Regions from separate parts of the Ovis aries genome. Here region 1 is linked to region 2. A link is a contact called in public Hi-C data. All regions are on one chromosome and are shown on one strand. Each heading gives the region's core, a stretch centred on a gene start, on an enhancer-like site or on the middle of the called end of the contact. The rest is flanking DNA. Distances are from core to core; before and after follow the strand shown.

Evidence for each region. Hi-C and Micro-C count contacts between places; a contact is called where the count stands out from the background.
Region 1: a Hi-C map of tail adipose tissue shows a contact between it and region 2, with 1.6 times the contacts expected there. The contact joins the promoter of LNX1 here to the enhancer-like site in region 2. A contact is called at or near these places in 2 of 16 Hi-C or Micro-C datasets (skin fibroblasts and tail adipose tissue).

What each region holds. Positions count from the first base shown.
Region 1 is chr6:69,873,407-69,878,891 of ARS-UI_Ramb_v3.0, forward strand. It overlaps LNX1 (ligand of numb-protein X 1), which reads right to left and starts at 3,707. Exons shown (of 11, transcript XM_060417115.1): 1 at 3,413-3,707.
Region 2 is chr6:69,781,482-69,786,665 of ARS-UI_Ramb_v3.0, forward strand. The region is part of intron 2 of LNX1 (ligand of numb-protein X 1); the gene reads right to left. Among named protein-coding and RNA genes, the nearest start is that of LNX1, 93 kb to the right of the region's middle. Within about 2 kb of position 1,535, at least 9 of the 54 cell types and tissues checked have an H3K27ac peak or open chromatin away from gene starts, as enhancers often do. A contact at or near this core is called in tail adipose tissue, where this site is marked.

The DNA.
Region 1 (5,485 bases), core at 2,457-4,956, 94 kb after region 2:
CCAACTATTCCCAGTGATCTCCTATTTGTTGACTGGGGCCTCGGTGAAATTCTCAAAAGAATTTAAAATCTTTTGCCATTTAATAGGATGCAGTAAGAAGAGCATGGCATCACTTCTGTGATATTCTTGCCAAAGTTGTAGAACCTGAATCTAAGTGTGAGAAAACTCAGACAAACTCAAAGTGAGGAACATTCTACAGAATAACCAGCCAGTATTCAAAAAAAAAAAACTGTCAAGGTCATGTAAGTGAAGGAAATACTGAGGAAAGGGTCTATATTGAAGTAGATTAAGGACATGTGACAACTAAATGCAATGCTTGATTTGAAAGTATTCTTTTTGCTATAAAGACTATTTTGGGGACAAGCGACAAGAACTTGAACTGGTCTGAGGATCCAATGACAATTAATGAAAACTTCCTAGAGTCTGAGGATTAGATAATAGTAACGTATCAACTTTAAGCTCCTGGTTTTGTGGTTGTGTGGGAGATGTACTGTGTATGGGAAATGCACACTAAAGTATTTGTGGAAGATGAGGCATCTCTTTGGCAGCTTATTCTCAAAGGGTTCAGGAAAAATACATTATAGAATTTTTTTTTTTTTACTGTATTGTGCTGGCAACTTTTCTGTAACTTTGAGATTTTTCAAAATAATATATCTATATCTAGTGATATAGGTTGGAATGATACTGTTTTCCAGACTTGCCAGGACACAGGTACCTGGGGCCTGCCTTGGGTGGACAGAGCTTGGCGTGGCTGCCCCAGGAGTAGAATCAGGGTGTATCTGCCAAGTGTTGTTTCTCTGCTGAGGTGCAGAGATGGACGTTCTCATCCAAGTCACTTAGTAAAGAATGGGCATCTGGATTCTTGAATAACTAGAGAGAGAGAACACAGTTTCTGTAGGACACATGCCAGCCACTTGACTTATCTGATGATGGGCTTTCTGCCAGAACCAAGGAAGTGGAAGCACTGAATGCCCCTTGCCTTGTCCAAAAGTCTGCAGGATACCTAAGGGCCAGTTCTCCAATGTCCATCTGGAACATGGATTGTGCAGGGGACCCCATGTTCTTTTGAGACTTGGCCTAAAGTACTGATAGTAACCACCACTGACTACTGTGTACCTTCTAAGGGTCAGAAACTGGGATAGATGCTTCACAGGTTCTTTTTATAATCATTCCAATGGTTCTCCTTGTTAAGTAAATTGTCCCCATCTTATAAATAAGGAAGTAAGGCTTGGGAAGACTTAGTAACAGCCTCAACATTATGGGTTGAATTGTATCCCCCCAAATTCATATGCTGAAGTCCCATGTCTCAGAATGTGGCTGGATTTGGAGATAGGGCCCTGAGAGAGGTGACTGAGTTAAAGACAGGCCTTGAGGGTAGACTCTAATCCAACTAATGACTGGCTCTCTTAAGAAGATGAAATTTGGACATACAGAGAGAGACGCTCTCCTTAAAGAGGAATGACCACATGAGGACACAGCAAAAAGGTGGCCAGCTGCAAGCCAAGGTGAATGGCCTCACCCTGATGTTGGACTTCGGGCTCCAGAACGACGACAAAATACATTTCTGTTGTTCAAGCCATGCAGGCTGTGGTACTGTTACGGCAGTCCCAGCAGCCTAACAGGTGGAGGCATCTAGGGGAGGATGAAGTCAGTGTTCAACATCAAATCAGTGCAATTCTGTTCTCTGCCACCTTCCTACACATGGCCTCTGCTGTGTAACTTCTCCCCACCTCCCCCAACAGGCTGCCCAAAACCTCCATCCAGAATCTCCCAGACTGAGTGGATCCCTCCTCTGCGATCCCACAGCCCTTACCACACTGCATACATTGATAGTGGCACACAAGGGACTCATGATCTTGTGATCAAATTGAGGGTAGGGCTCCTCTTATCTTTATCTCTGGCATCTCCCATGGAGCCAGTTAGCATGTATTGAACACGTGCGCCAGTCAGGACTTCATACGTGTTATCTCATTTATACTTTAAAACAACTCCTTAAGGTAGGTATCACCGATTGTTCCCATTTTACATGTCAAAAAACTGAGGTCAGAGGTGTTACCTGAATTAGCCCAGACATAAAGCTGAAGCTCCAATACTTTGGTCACCTAATGCAAAGAGCCAACTCATTGGAAAAGACCCTGATGCTGGGAAAGATTAAAGACAGGAGGAGAAGGGGGCAACAGAGGATGAGATGGTTGGATGGCATCAATGACTCAATGCACTTGAGTTTGAGCAAACTCCAGGAGATAGTGAAGGACAGGGAAGCCTGGTGTGCTGCAGTCCACGGGGTCACAAACAGTCGGACACGACTTAGTGGCTGAACAACAGCAACAACAGAGCTAGTAGGTGGTGGAACCAGGATTCACCATTGGATGGTCTAATTCTTCAGGCTGTGCTCTTCTCCTCCTGCCCTGCTGCTGTGGTCTTGCTATAAATGTACACTCCCTCCCTACTCGAGGGCTGTGCTGATCTGAAACCGCTCCTTCAGCATGCTAAGCCCAAGTGTGAAGCTCCCCTCCCATGGAGAGCTTTCTCACTCATAGCCCTCCCCCAGCCCCCACTCTGCCTCCTTCAGCACCCTCTGGGCATAGGGTCTACATCTTGCACTGATGTGTGACCCAGAACTGGGCGCTGGGGCCACCGCTTATCAATATCTGTTGAACTGGCTTCAGTGTCCAGGGATGGATGTGAATAAGGATACACGACACAGTGGGGTATTGTCCTGGATACTGTGACTCTCCGTTTCTGGATCCTCTCATCAGACCATTTGCTGGAATATGCGACAGACAGGGTAGTCTGTCATTTGCTTTAGAAAGTAGAGTCCCCATTCTACTGGAAAGAGGCAGGAATGGAGACAAGGTGAGCTGTCTGTCACTTTCCTACACACTGCTGGGCAGGTCACAATTTCTCTGCACCTAAGTGCCTCTGTGGGTAAAACAGTAACGGAAATGCCTATTGTCTACGACAGAAATGGGACAAAACACGTGAATGTGTTTTGAATACTGATAAAGAATAATGTTATAGAAACCCAGTCACCATTAATGGGATTACTTACATTTTAACTGACCAGTTTGGCCAGTGAAAAATGAAATCAAAAAGTAGTTTTTATTTTTGAAAGTCAAGGAAGTGGTATCCTTGAACATAAAGACAGTAAATGTCCTGAGGCCTTTCTAGAGTGTTGAAAGTATTTCTAGGTTCTCCTTAACAAGTGTGTGTATGTGTGTGTGTGTGTGTGCCCTTAACAAGTTCTCCTTAACAAGTGTGTGTGTGTGCCTGTGTGCCTCTGTGTGTGTGTGTGTGTGTGTGTGTGTGTGGTGTATGGCAGGAGTGGGGTCGGGGCTGGGCTCGGAGAGTCAGGACAAAGTTTTCTCCAATTGCCTGAGACGCAACCCTCTGGAGGTGGCAGGCCGCTTACCTTTGCTGCATTGCGGATCAGTTTTCAGCTGTGTGAGGCCTCCGGGTGAAGTCCATTTGGGAACTGAGTTTTTCTGACTCAGCAGTAGCCTGGGAAAATTTCCCTTCTCTTTCCTGTGCCCTGTCTTCCAGACACGCATGAGATCCACTCCACCTTGGACTCAATCAGTGCATCCCCTGCCCCTGCTGCAGGCTCTGCACAGAACTGAGCCATAACCCCGAGAGCAGCCTCTGGGGAGCTTCCAGGGAGAGTGGCTACCACTGAGCAGCCACTCAAGAGCATCAGCGATGTGTCTGTTCTGGTCTGGATGGGCTGAGTCTCCCTCTAACTTCCTTCTGCTCTTGGCCAGAGCCAGGGTCCTTTTGTTCACCTTTAGGGCTGCCAAGTCAGGCCTACCGCACCCCTGGATGTTGTTTTCCTGCAGGCAATGGGAAAATGAGCTTGGAGCCAGGGAAGGGAAATCAACAAGGAAATAAACACAGGGTCATTACCCCTCCAGGTCATCACCAGGCTGGGACATCATCACGCTGGGATCACTTTCTAAAGAGGCAGGAGCTGGCCGCTGCCTGAAGGGGCCCCAGGCATTTTTTAATTGCCCCAGGCATTTAAAAAATTTTAAATATGCAAAGAAGTGTGCATTTCTATCAGAAGTGTGAAATCTATGTTGGACCAATCAAGCAATCCTGACTCGCTCCAATGCCTTGCCAAATCTTTCAAAGATTTTTCCATAGGCAGCATCTCTTGTAACCAAACACTGGCAAATGTTTGTAGCCAAAGGAAAAGAATGAGCAAGTTTATGGCTGACACAAGCCGAGACTTTTAAAGACACAGGTAAGACTTTCAAGACATCCTCTAAAGATACAAGATTATTGTTTGAATAAAGTTTTCTTCTACTTACTCTTCAATGTCATGGTCATCATCAGTGGCATCATCTTTGCCAGCATTTATTGAGAGCTTATCATCTGCCAGGTGCTGTGCTAATGACCTCAACCTGTGTTATTTCATTTAATTCTCAACATAATTCTATCATCCTCATTCCCATTTTGTAGATGAAGAAAATAAGGATTGGAGAGATTAAGTTACTCCTGCACAGTGACCCCACTAGTTAAAAATGTAGAAATTGCCCTTCTGGAAGGATGCTCTTCTGAGTCTTGCTTTTCCCAACAGTCAGCTTAAGCACTTCGGTGGGCTGACAGCTCCTGTGATGGCCAAAGAGTTGCTTAAACAAACTCTTAGGCCTGGGAATAGAATTCTAAACAGAACCACGGCTCATCGGTTAGTTAAATGACCTCTTCCAGGAGTTACGAAGTGATGCTACCTTTATGTGACTCGTACATAGGACTCACCTAGCACGGCACCCTCTCTTCTTCTCCAAGGGGGTGCTGCTGGCTGCTTTCACCCAGTTCTCCACTGTGATTCTGACTGACCCAGAAGGAAGGGCCCTGTAAATCTCTTGGCCTCTGTGTGTGCTTCAGTTATGGTCTGATCACGCAAATTTGTCGTTTTGACTCTAGAAGCCTAACAGTTACAAGCTTCTTTTAATCAATAATCCAGGGGATGAATAATTTTAAGTTCCAACCTGGAAACTTCTGCCTGATGAGAAGAAATCAGCGCATGGTATTTTCAGTCCTCAGGTCCTACTGCAACATTTTTGGGGTGGGGGTGGGGGGCTCATCTTTACTTCCAGCTGTTAGCGTGTAGCTCTCCAGTGCAGTTACCCAGGGCAACTGGCTGCTGGTCAAAGGAAAGTAAGACCTTTCATTAGGAGACAAGGAGATGCCTCCCAGCAACGTCTAAGTCGTCCGCTTTTGTAAATATAGAACTTGCGACATTAGGGCCGCTGCTTGCACATGGGACACTTGCATTTGGTTTTGTGGAGCTTGAGGGTACTTTACTCTGGGGCCACATATGCCTTTAAGTCTGAGGTTGGTCAGCTTTCATTCTCAACAGACACTAAAGACTTATTTACTGGATTTATAGCAATAAAAAAAGAATATTGGAAAGGGGCCGGGCTTTTAGTTTAGATGTCATTTCATTTTTCTTTCCCAGTGGTTTACAACTAAACACAGTGTC
Region 2 (5,184 bases), core at 285-2,784:
ATTTTGATTTTAAGGGATTATGGTTGTTTTGTGTGATATTAATGTTATAGCTACATTTCTTAAGAACCTGTATCCTTCAGAGATAAACACTAAGACATCTGCAGATAAACTATGATGCTTGAGATTTGCTTCAAAAGATACTATAGATGAAAAAAGATAGCCATGAATTATTAATTATTGGAGACTGGTGTTAATGTACATGGGGATTCCTTATACTCTACTTTTACACTGAGATTTTCATTATAAAAGCTAAGAATTTTACAACAAAAATCAATCAAACATGAAGAAATCAGTGAGGCCCGATATTTTAAAAAAATCCCCACTGTCCTTCATCTACCTGACATAGTTAAGTGACATCAAGAAAAGCAAACAATTTACCGAGCACTAGAGTGGTACCTTGAGGCCCCTGAGTCTGGCATTTTAGATCAGGATGTAAATAATTTGGGACTGATGTTGCTTTTTACTGGCAAAAGAGAACTTGCTGATTCTCAAGGAGGAAAAAAAAAAAAAAAAAAGACCATTAAACAGGATCACTATGCTCTTTGGACAAAGCATCATTACAGAGCACCATTTTGATGAGTTGAGTATAATGAATTGGGAACACGCAGCTTCAATTTCCTTCCAGATACACAAGCTGTAGATTTAAGGGGGAAATGCCCTATTAGACATGTGCTGAGCTGCAATGCTTTGGAAGACATTGAGAGTCACTGAACACAGATGGACTCTGGCTCTACTCCCCCAGAATGGACCTTGCTCCTCTCTAGTGGAGTAGGATTTCTCCACCTCACCCCATTTCCTCTGTAAATGCTACGTCCTTCCTTCTAAATCCTAATCTAAACTTGACCTTGGAGTCTCAAAACATAAGATGAGAAAAATCCAGAGATCAGCAGGGTTTTTTTTTTTCCCCCTTTTCAATTTTGATGAAAAAGAAATAATTTCTTTGAGACTTAACTTGGAAAGAATCTCCTGGCAAACCCATGGAGTTCACTTTGTTGGTTTAAACTTGGAAAGTGCTGGGAGTCGTTAACACAGTGCAAATGAAGTGAGGAGGAAAAGGATGCTGAGGTCATTCTACTGCCCTCCTCTCCCTCAACCCTCTTCCTTCTCATTCACACGAAGAAGAGTCCAACAGCAATAGTCTCGACGTGCCTTGTGTGGACCTCTGCTTAGTACAAAGCCTTTGGAAAAGATGCTTCCCCGGGCTGTGTAGCTCATGGCCAAGTCTGGCTGAAGCCAGCAGGGAGGAGGCCAGTGCTACCACATGACCTTTCTCTAAAGAAGGGGAAATGGAGAAGCTGGACCAGGGCAAACCATCTTGAAATCCTTGAAAGCCCAGAATGCCCAGTGGGGTGTGATTTAAGGCTCTTATTGGTCTGTGAACCCCAATGAAGACTGCAATTTGTCAGTGGTGTGTTTTGCAAGTTGGTTCAAGGAAGTTCCGCTAGGGGAGCAGAGGGTGGCTAGGCTCCTTGGACCTGAGACATGTAGTGGGTGTTCTGCGTCTCTGACTCCCAGGCCCTATCCCACTTCCCAGAAGGACACACACAGGGCCGCCTCAGAACTGCTATTCTTGGCAGCTTCTCCAGAGACATCCTTCCATAGCCTTAAATGATTCAGGTTGCAAAACTGGAGTCATGCATTTTAATTTCCCAAGCACAAAACTCCAGGGGGAATAAATCATCCCTGTTTAGAGCTACTCTCTCTGCAGGGGTCAGGAAAGAGTGCAATTTCTCCCTCCAGATATGGGCATGGATTCTGTTTCTAGTGATGCCAGTTCCAAACCAAGAATATTTGACTGTAAGTGAGAAAGACAGCCGGCATTTCCTGACAACCTGAGAAGCCACATGGCCATAGCATAGCACCAGTTTTAGGGACCAGTTATCCCCCATTGGCTGACAGTGCCTGGCTGCCTTATTGATACTTTCATCTTTCAAACAAAGGACAGTTACCTGCTTCGAAGAAAAGGGCTCCAGATGCAGGGAATTTGCTCAGACTCTATACCACAAGCATAAACACAGTTTCCACCAAAATATGACACAAAGTCAGAACTGTTTTCAGGCACAATAGGAGACAGAATTTGAATGGCTGGGGAAACATGACAAAACTTTCAATTTTCTGTAAATAGCTTTTGAGAGTTGGGAGTGTATCGTAAAATTCATTTCATCATTTCACCACCCCCAACTCTAAAGTTTCTCCTTGGGATTTTTGCTAAACAAAATATTTAAAGAAATATTACAAAAGCCACAGGAGATTTATTAACCTGAGCAGCAGCAGCCATTTCAGTTACTCAGGCCCAGTGCTGCTTTCTGCAAAACCTGATATACAGACAACTTGTCGTGGAAGCGGCCAAGACACGAGGTGAATTCATTTCATTTAGTTCAATTTAAGCCTGTACTGTGCAGACACTGGGTGTAAGAAATAAACAACTCTCAACCAACCCTCCTCCTTAGGACTCAGCAGGCAGAGCAGAATGGATGGGAACGCTGTGGAGGATACACCACAGAGGAATGCAGAGGGACAGAGAGACGACTTTCCACAGGATGTCAGGGTGAGTGGACACCTGAGCTGGAACTAAGGGTTCTTAAACTGTAATGCCCATAAGGATCACTTGGGGAATTTTTTGTTAAGAATGAAAATAGGATGGGCCTCATAAGAATCAAGGGGAACTTGAGAATGAAAATGGATGCTCTCCACCCAAGACTTTTGTTTTAGGGAAGTGATTTAGAGCCTGAACATCTGCATTAAAAAAAAAAATCAGCCCTCAGTTGTTATGTGGGTGGTCCTCAGAACCCTTGCTGCTCCAAGGACTTCACCTATAAGTCTGGACATGCATGAAGCTGTAAATAGACCCAGAAAGGCTATAACACTGGATCCGTGCTCATGTGTGTGAAACTCAAAGTCTATTTCTTCAATTTGCTTGGGCATCTAGAAAGTTCAGAAAGAGTTCATGGAAGTCTGGAGGTGAGGGCTTATGAAAGAAAGCACTGCCCTTGATCCTTTTGGCAGGCTTTCTGTAGACCTCAAGAGCAATCCTCGGCTCCCTGCCCCCTAATCTCTGACTGGGACTCCTTTATACTAAACACTCTGGTTTTAGGCTTCTTCTATGGAATTCAGTCTCCTCTGGGTCATGTCAACATGGTGCTGATGGAAATGTTTAAAGAAGGAGCTGCCTAGGGTCATAAACTCTTGGCCCTCAAGGCCAAACCAGGCAGGCAGAAGCGTCTGCTGAATTGGACACAGGTGTCTTTATTTGGAGTTAAGTTGAATTTGAATGCCTTTTAGCCAGTATCTATAGACTTCCCTGCCAATGCAGGTGACATGGGTTCGATCCCTGGGTGGGGAAAATCCCCTGGTGGAGGAAATGGCAATCCACTCTAGTATTCTTGCCATGGACAGAGGAGCCTGGTGGGCTACAGTCCATGCAGTCACAAAAGAATAGGACATGACTTAGCAACTAAAACAACATCAAGCCAGGATATACGTATACATGTTTACTTTATATATTATGTATGTTATACATAATATATATGTTATGTATACATATACATGTTTATATATATATGAAAATGAAAGTCACTCTGTCCTGTCTGACTCTTTTGTGACCTCATCCATGGATTATCACCAGGTGGTCAACTATATTGACTATATTCTTTGCAGCCAAAGATGGAGAAGCTCTATACAGTCAGCAAAAACAAGACTGGGGAGCTGACTGTGGCTCAGACCATGAACTACTTATTGTCAAATTCAGACTGAAATTGAAGAAAGTGGAGAAAACCACTGGACCATTCAGGTATGACCTAAATCAAATCCCTTATGACTATAAGTGGTAGTGAGAAACAGATTTAAGGGACTAGATCTGATAGACAGAGTGCCTGATGAACTATGGACGGAGGTTTGTGACATTGTATAGGAAACAGGAATCAAGACCATCTTTTTCTTTTGCAAGAAAAAGAAATGCAAAAAAGCAAAATGGCTGTCTGAGGAGGCCTTACAAATAGCTGTGAAAAGAAGGGAAGCGAAAAGTAAAGGAGAAAAGGAGAGATATGCCCATTTGAATGCAGAGTTCCAAAGAATAGCAAGGAGAGATAAGAAAGCCTTCCTCAGCAATCAAAGCAAAGAAATAGAGGAAAACAATAGAATGGGAAAGACTAGAGACCTCTTCAAGAAATTAGAGATACCAAGGGAATATTTCACGCAAAGATGGGTTGGATAAAGGACAGAAATATTATGGACCTAACAGAAGCAGAAGATATTAAGAAGAGGTGGCAAGAATACACAGAAGAACTGTATAAAAAAGATCTTCATGACCCAGATAATCACAATGGTGTGATCACTCACCTAGAGCCAGACATCCTGGAATGCAAAGTCAAGTGGGTCTTAGGAAGCATCACTACAAACAAAGCTAGTGGAGGTGATAGAATTCCAGTTGAGCTACTTCAAATCCTAAAAGATGATGCTGTGAAAGTGCTGCACTCAATATGCCAACAAATTTGGAAAACTCAACAGTGGCCACAGGACTAGAAAAGGTCGGTTTTCATTCCAATCCCAAAGAAAGGCAATGCCAAAGAATGCTCAAACTACCACATAATTGCACTCATCTCACACGCCAGTAAAGTAATGCTTAAAATTCTCCAAGCCAGGCTTCAATAGTACGTGAACCATGAACTTCCAGATGTTCAAGCTGGTTTTAGAAAAGGAAGAGGAACCAGAGATCAAATTGCCAACATCCGATGGATCACGGAAAAAGCAAGAGAGTTCCAGAAAAACATCTACTTCTGCTTTATTGACTATGCCAAATCCTTTGACTGTGTGGACACCATAAACTGTAGAAAATTCTTAAAGAGATGGGAATACCAATCACCTGACCTGCCTCTTGAGACACCTATATGCAGGTCAGGAAGCAACAGTTAGAACTGGACAGGGAACAACAGACTGGTTCCAAATAGGAAAAGGAATATGTCAAGGCTGTATATTGTCACCCTGCTTATTTAATTTATATGCAGAGTACATCATGCGAAATGCTGGACTGGAAGAAGCACAAGCTGGAATCAAGACTGCAGGGAAATATCAATAACCTCAGATATGCAGATGATACCACCCTATGGCAGAAAGTGAAGAACTGAAGAGCCTCTTGATGAAAGTGAAAGAGGAGAGTGAAAATGTTGGCTTAAAACTCAACATTCA